Regions from separate parts of the Mus musculus genome. Here region 2 is linked to region 1. Evidence: chromatin contacts called from public Hi-C data. All regions are on one chromosome and are shown on one strand. Each heading gives the region's core, a stretch centred on a gene start, on an enhancer-like site or on the middle of the called end of the contact. The rest is flanking DNA. Distances are from core to core; before and after follow the strand shown.

Region 1 (2,700 bases), core at 116-2,615:
CTGTAAGCTAAGAAGTCAGCCTGAGCTACATAGTATGTTCTAGATAAGCCTAAGCTACAGAATGAGGCCCTGCCCATTAATTCATTAACTAATTCATTAAAATCCAGGCAAATGCAGCTGTTTTGTTGCTGGCCTTCTCAGTCCTGGCAATCAAACCTAGAGCCTTGAGCACACCAGACCATCAGCCTACCACTGAATCATGTCTCCAGCCCTTGCGGAGAAAATGCTATTAAGAAATGAGAATAATATTGACAAACTACAACACTAAGATTTATGATACCTTGGGCTGGCAAGATAGATATACACATCTTCATTTGAAAAACAAACAGCTGAACCTGTGATTTTACATGCAAACTCAGATATTAAGAAGCTCTGTTGTACATGCCATTTTAAATGTCTTCTTTAACCCTGGATAACTAGATAGCAATTGGATGTTGGGCAATTACAAAGCAAACCTCCCTAATAAGGACCAGCAAGCTAAATATGCAACATCTCCTCACGTGTATGCGTTAGAAACACCGAAGTAGGCTAGCAATGCAGCTCAGATACACAGTGCAAGCTTAACATGTGTATCTGGGCTCCAGCCCCAGCCCACACCACACAGACAAGAGGGAAAAACAGCTCAGGGGTGGGCGCTGAACAATGATGCTTTTTCTCTTATGTAGTAAAGAACTCAGCCCAAACCACATGTGTCAGTTTCGTTGGCTTTGCTTGTTGTTGTTGTTGTTGTTGTTGTTGTTGGGTTTGTTTTTGTAACCTTTCTTTAATATGAACTGTGATCATATTTCTTCTGTGGTCAAAACAACCCTGAAGCAAGCACACTGAACTTTAGGAGCCCGTGTGAACTGGCAGCACCTTTTCAGATAGATCAGAAGACGTTTGTTCAGAAATGCTAATGCCAAGACCCTAAATGCCTTAGAGAACTCCTCTGGGTTGCAGAAACCTCAGAGAAAGCAGGTCTCACTTCGCAGCCCCTAATGAAACCTCACTTATTCCACTGCACCCGGGACTGCCTATGTGCTGAACAAAACAAAAGACAATCTCACCACACTTACCCGGTATAAACCACTCCTTATCCTGCTTCATATTTTTATGAAATATGCCATCCTATTTTGACAACTCCATATGAGGTTTTATGCATTTCTTTAAAAAAAAAAAGACGGATGTGTGTTCTGCACCACTACTAAAAATTAACCTCATCCCAGCCTCATCAAGATGTGAGGTTAAAAATAACTAGGGTTTGCCTCTAGAGCAAAAAAATGTGTGGCAGAGTGCAAAGATGCTCTGCCCCTGCAGTGACCTGACGTGAGCTACAGGACTGCCCAGTGTCAGTCTTCAAGGGGAGCCCCAAAAGGGGAAGTGCACCCCACCCTTGCTTCTGGAGTGGCTACAATCGAAGAATCTAATTTTAGATGCTATCGCTTCCTCTGCGAGCAGTGAATCATAGCTTCAAAGTGACTGGGAGGCAGACGTAAGTCTTACTAAATGTTCGCATGGCAGGCTGAGATACTTTCACCTGAAGCTGCTCAGAAACTCAGTCCTGGAACTGCAGCCGTGGTCCCGAGCTTCCCCTCCCCCGAATCCCACCCCTGTGCGCTCATGCACGCACACACCGACACACACCGACACACACTGACACACACCAACACACACCCTTCAGAACCTCCATCTGAAGGAGCTAGGTGAACACAGTAAAAGTTTGAGGGTTATTTTATGCAGGGTGTGTGTGTGTGCATGTGTGCTTGTGTGTGTCTGTGCATATATGTGTATATGTGTGTGTGTGTGTGTGTTTGTAGCATATATGGGTAGTACACACACACACAGTAGGGTACAGGCATGCATGACATCTGTGTGTACATGGAGAGGTCAGAGGAGGATGCCTAGTGTCCTGCTCTATCTCTCCATGACTCATTCCTCTGTGATGAGGTCTCTCACGGACTGTGAAGCCAGGCTAGCAGCTATCAAGCTCCACCCTCCACAAGCTGGAGGTCACAGGTACACCCTGTGCAACTACACCCGGCTGGTTTTAATTATTGTCTTTGACACGACATGAACTCAGGTCCTCCCGTGTGTGCAGCAAGCGCTCTTATGCACTGAATTATCTCCTTAGCTCCTCTTCCTCCTGGCACAGTGAAGCTTGAGAGGCACTCACCACGCTTGGTAACCCCTTAACCCATCCCTAAACAATCCCAGGACAGTGGCTGACAGCCTTTCCCACCCAGTGCTCCGGGGCATGAAGATGCCTTGCGCATCATCTCTCCATTTCTTCCCTTGTACTTCTTACTGAAAAATTACCAGGTTTGACTAACGGCGGGGGGGGGGGGGGGGAACAACAACCAACCAACCCCAGAAAGCAGGTGTCTGATGTGCACCAAAGAATAAGAGAAGAAAGCAAGAGAGAGAGAGGCTCTGTTCCAAAGAGAGAACTACACACAGTGTGGGTGCCCCAAGGGTGGAAAGTGAGAACAAGACAGAGGCAGGGGAGGGGCAAGGCCAAGGCTCACTCACCCACCTCTCCTTTGTGCTGCCCCCCCCCCCCACAACATCAGCTCTATCATGCCTACGTTCCCCATCTTAAATGAGATACAGGAATATCTACTAAATTTAACGGTCACACTAAGATCAGTGAGGATAAATCAGAATGGAAGGGCAGAACTCAAGAACTATCCGTTTCCACAATCTCCAAAGCGGAACTGCAGA
Region 2 (2,700 bases), core at 162-2,661, 490 kb before region 1:
AAAGAGTGGAGCAGGGACTGAAGGAAAGGTCATCCAGAGGCTGCCCCACCTAGGGATCCATCCCACATGCAGACACCAAACCCAGACACTATTTTGGATGCCAAGAAGTGCTTGCTGACAAGAGCTGTCTCCTGAGAGGCTCTGCCAGATCCTGACCAATACAGATGTGGATGCTCACAATCATCCATTGGACTGAGCACAGGAACCCTAAGGGAGGAGTGAGGGGAAGGACTAAAGGAGCTGAAGGGGCCTTTTCTGGCATCAATGGGAGGGGAGGCCCTTGATTCTGTAAGGGCTTGATCCCCCAGTGTAGAGGAACGCTAGGGCGGTGAGGACGGAGTGGGTAGGTGGATGAGGGAGCATCTCATAGGAGCAGGGTAAGGGGGGAATGGGATAGGAGGTTTGCAGAGGGGAAACTGGGAAAAGGGATAGCATTTGAAATGTAAATAAATGAAATATCCAATCAAAACAAACAAACAAACAAACAAACAAACAAACAAAACCAAAAAAAGAGCATCCAACTCCCAGAAGCGATGGTGCTCCCAGAAGAGCATCAACAGCTGGCACCCTGGGAACCTGGGCCACCTGACCTCTTTGAAGATTGCCACTTTAATCAGGGGATGAGCCAAACCACATCACATTTTAAAATGAAAGGCAAGCTTGCCATCAAAGCCCAGTCTTACAATCAAGACGGTTTTGATTCTTCGGTCTGTGTGTGCAACAGACTTCTTAAGACTCTCTGAGAAAAAAAATAAAAAGCTTAAAATCCCAAAGGTAGCTTGTGAGCCTCAGCAGAGTGTTCTGTCAGATGTAAGGCCAAGCGCCAACAGGCGTGGGTTAACCATGTATAACAAGGCTCCACTAATAACGATAATTTGATTTGTTTTGATTTTGATTCCCCAAGCTGGTGCAAACCCTCTATCAAATGAAATCTGTCGTCCCATGACTTAAGGAAGTAACTTCAATGGACAAAACCCACATACACTAGTCTTTCCTCTTCGGTGGGGGAAATAAGCCCCATGATGTCTGCTCCGTGCTGTGACACACGACCTATTCTTGCTCAGACTTCCTTTCCCAACTCCCTCTGTCCATTGTGTGCAAGGTCACGGCAGATCTGTGTAGAAACGCAGAACTCGGTGGCACGGCACCCAACCACATCTCACTCTGCAGCTGCTACCGGGTGCTTTCAGAATGGCTTTTCCCTCCATTGTCCCGAGAGAGCGAAGTTTTGTAAGAGTGATCTCTACACTACGCTGGGAGAAAGCTTAAAAAAAAAATCAGCCGGAAGAGCCATCTGCCAGACTTCCTCATTCATGGGGACAGGCCTCATCTAAAAATACCCTCAGAGTCTCCGGAATGAGAGCTTTCAGAATGGCTGCAATCCTTCACGGAGGCCATGTGCCAGTGTGTGGCATGAGGCCGTATCTTCAGCTTCATATTGCCGCCCCTGGTGACAGCACAGTACACAGTGTGACTGAGGAAGCGAACTCATTCTCCCAGCTGGATTTAGTTTACTTCCTACACACTTAGCCAAGAGCTTCCTGCCTCCGTAGCTACACATTTGAAAAGACAAATAAGCCCTGTATTGGCGTTTGAAGCAAACTCCTTTAATTTTGACAAACACACCACCAAATGGCTAGAATAGATCACATCTCCCTTTAAGTTTAGTGATAACATGTCAAAGACCTAATGAGAGAACTTATAAAAGACTAACATTCCTGTCCCAGAAGTAGAAGCCTCTTAAACATTTCTGCGCACCTTTCAAAACCACTCAGCATTGGCTTCAGATTCGAGCCATCGGCTAATGCCTCAATGACCAGTGAACACACAGCTCTTACCATGCTAACCCCCAGCCGGAGATGTGATCCTCATCAGGGTGGCCTGGCAAGCCCCGGGACAGGCCGGCCAGTGACTTCAAGCCAGCCAGTGACTTCAGGTAGCATGGAGCTCCAGCTGTGGTCCAGAGTGCGTTCTTCTACTGCTGTGAGTCCCCAGCTCCCAGCTCCGCTTCCCTTAGTTCCTCTCTGACTTTTCTATAAAATGCACTTCCTGAGGGAGCACAGGAAAGCAGGGACGGCTCTGCCTCTGACCCGCGCCTTTAATCACCAATTGTCTTTTTTGGCCGGCTCTAAAAATACATTACGTTTCTCTACTTACTTTCTAGTACTAAGGCCCCCCCCTCTCTGAAAATTAATTAAGTCATTCAGATTTGCTTGGTAGATAGAAACACCCCTTTTGGAGTTTCTTTCAGATGTCCGAGTTAATTGCAACACATTCTCCTTGCTGTCTATCTGCAGTAGCATTTCTAAGATCCCTGACAACACACACACACACACACACACACACACACACACGTTGCCTGCTCTGTGCTGGGTGTTGCTGGAGGATGCAACCATGAATGGGATCGGCATAACCCCTGTGCTTCGACAAACCTGCAAATGGTAGGAAAATATTTCTCAAGCTATTTTAGGGAGAACACAAGCCACGTCGTTACGTTAGAACGTCTTGCAATTCTGGCTCAGACTCTTTCTAGAACAATGTTATCATTGCGACAGCTGAATGCAGACTCCTACACCGAGTGCCCACAGGGATTCTTTATCTTGCTTGCCATATTTCTGTCACTTGCACGGGACAGAAGAACAAATCACAGGCTTTCTTTGGCATGCTCATTTTGAAATATTCTCCTCTAATATCTACAAA

What was found. A called contact is a pair of places that touch in the nucleus more often than the background predicts.
Region 2: a Hi-C map of CD4 T cells shows a contact between it and region 1, with 2.9 times the contacts expected there. The contact joins two enhancer-like sites. A contact is called at or near these places in 1 of 484 Hi-C or Micro-C datasets (CD4 T cells) and 2 of 115 datasets of contacts at active chromatin or transcription factors (bone marrow-derived macrophages and memory CD8 T cells).

Annotation. Positions count from the first base shown.
Region 1 is chr8:35,632,791-35,635,490 of GRCm38.p6, reverse strand. The region is part of intron 1 of Mfhas1 (malignant fibrous histiocytoma amplified sequence 1); the gene reads right to left. Among named protein-coding and RNA genes, the nearest start is that of Gm16793, 45 kb to the right of the region's middle. Within about 2 kb of position 1,365, at least 129 of the 459 cell types and tissues checked have an H3K27ac peak or open chromatin away from gene starts, as enhancers often do. A contact at or near this core is called in bone marrow-derived macrophages, where this site is marked.
Region 2 is chr8:36,121,257-36,123,956 of GRCm38.p6, reverse strand. All of the region lies in intron 3 of Prag1 (PEAK1 related kinase activating pseudokinase 1), which reads right to left. Among named protein-coding and RNA genes, the nearest start is that of Prag1, 28 kb to the right of the region's middle. Within about 2 kb of position 1,411, at least 186 of the 459 cell types and tissues checked have an H3K27ac peak or open chromatin away from gene starts, as enhancers often do. A contact at or near this core is called in bone marrow-derived macrophages, where this site is marked.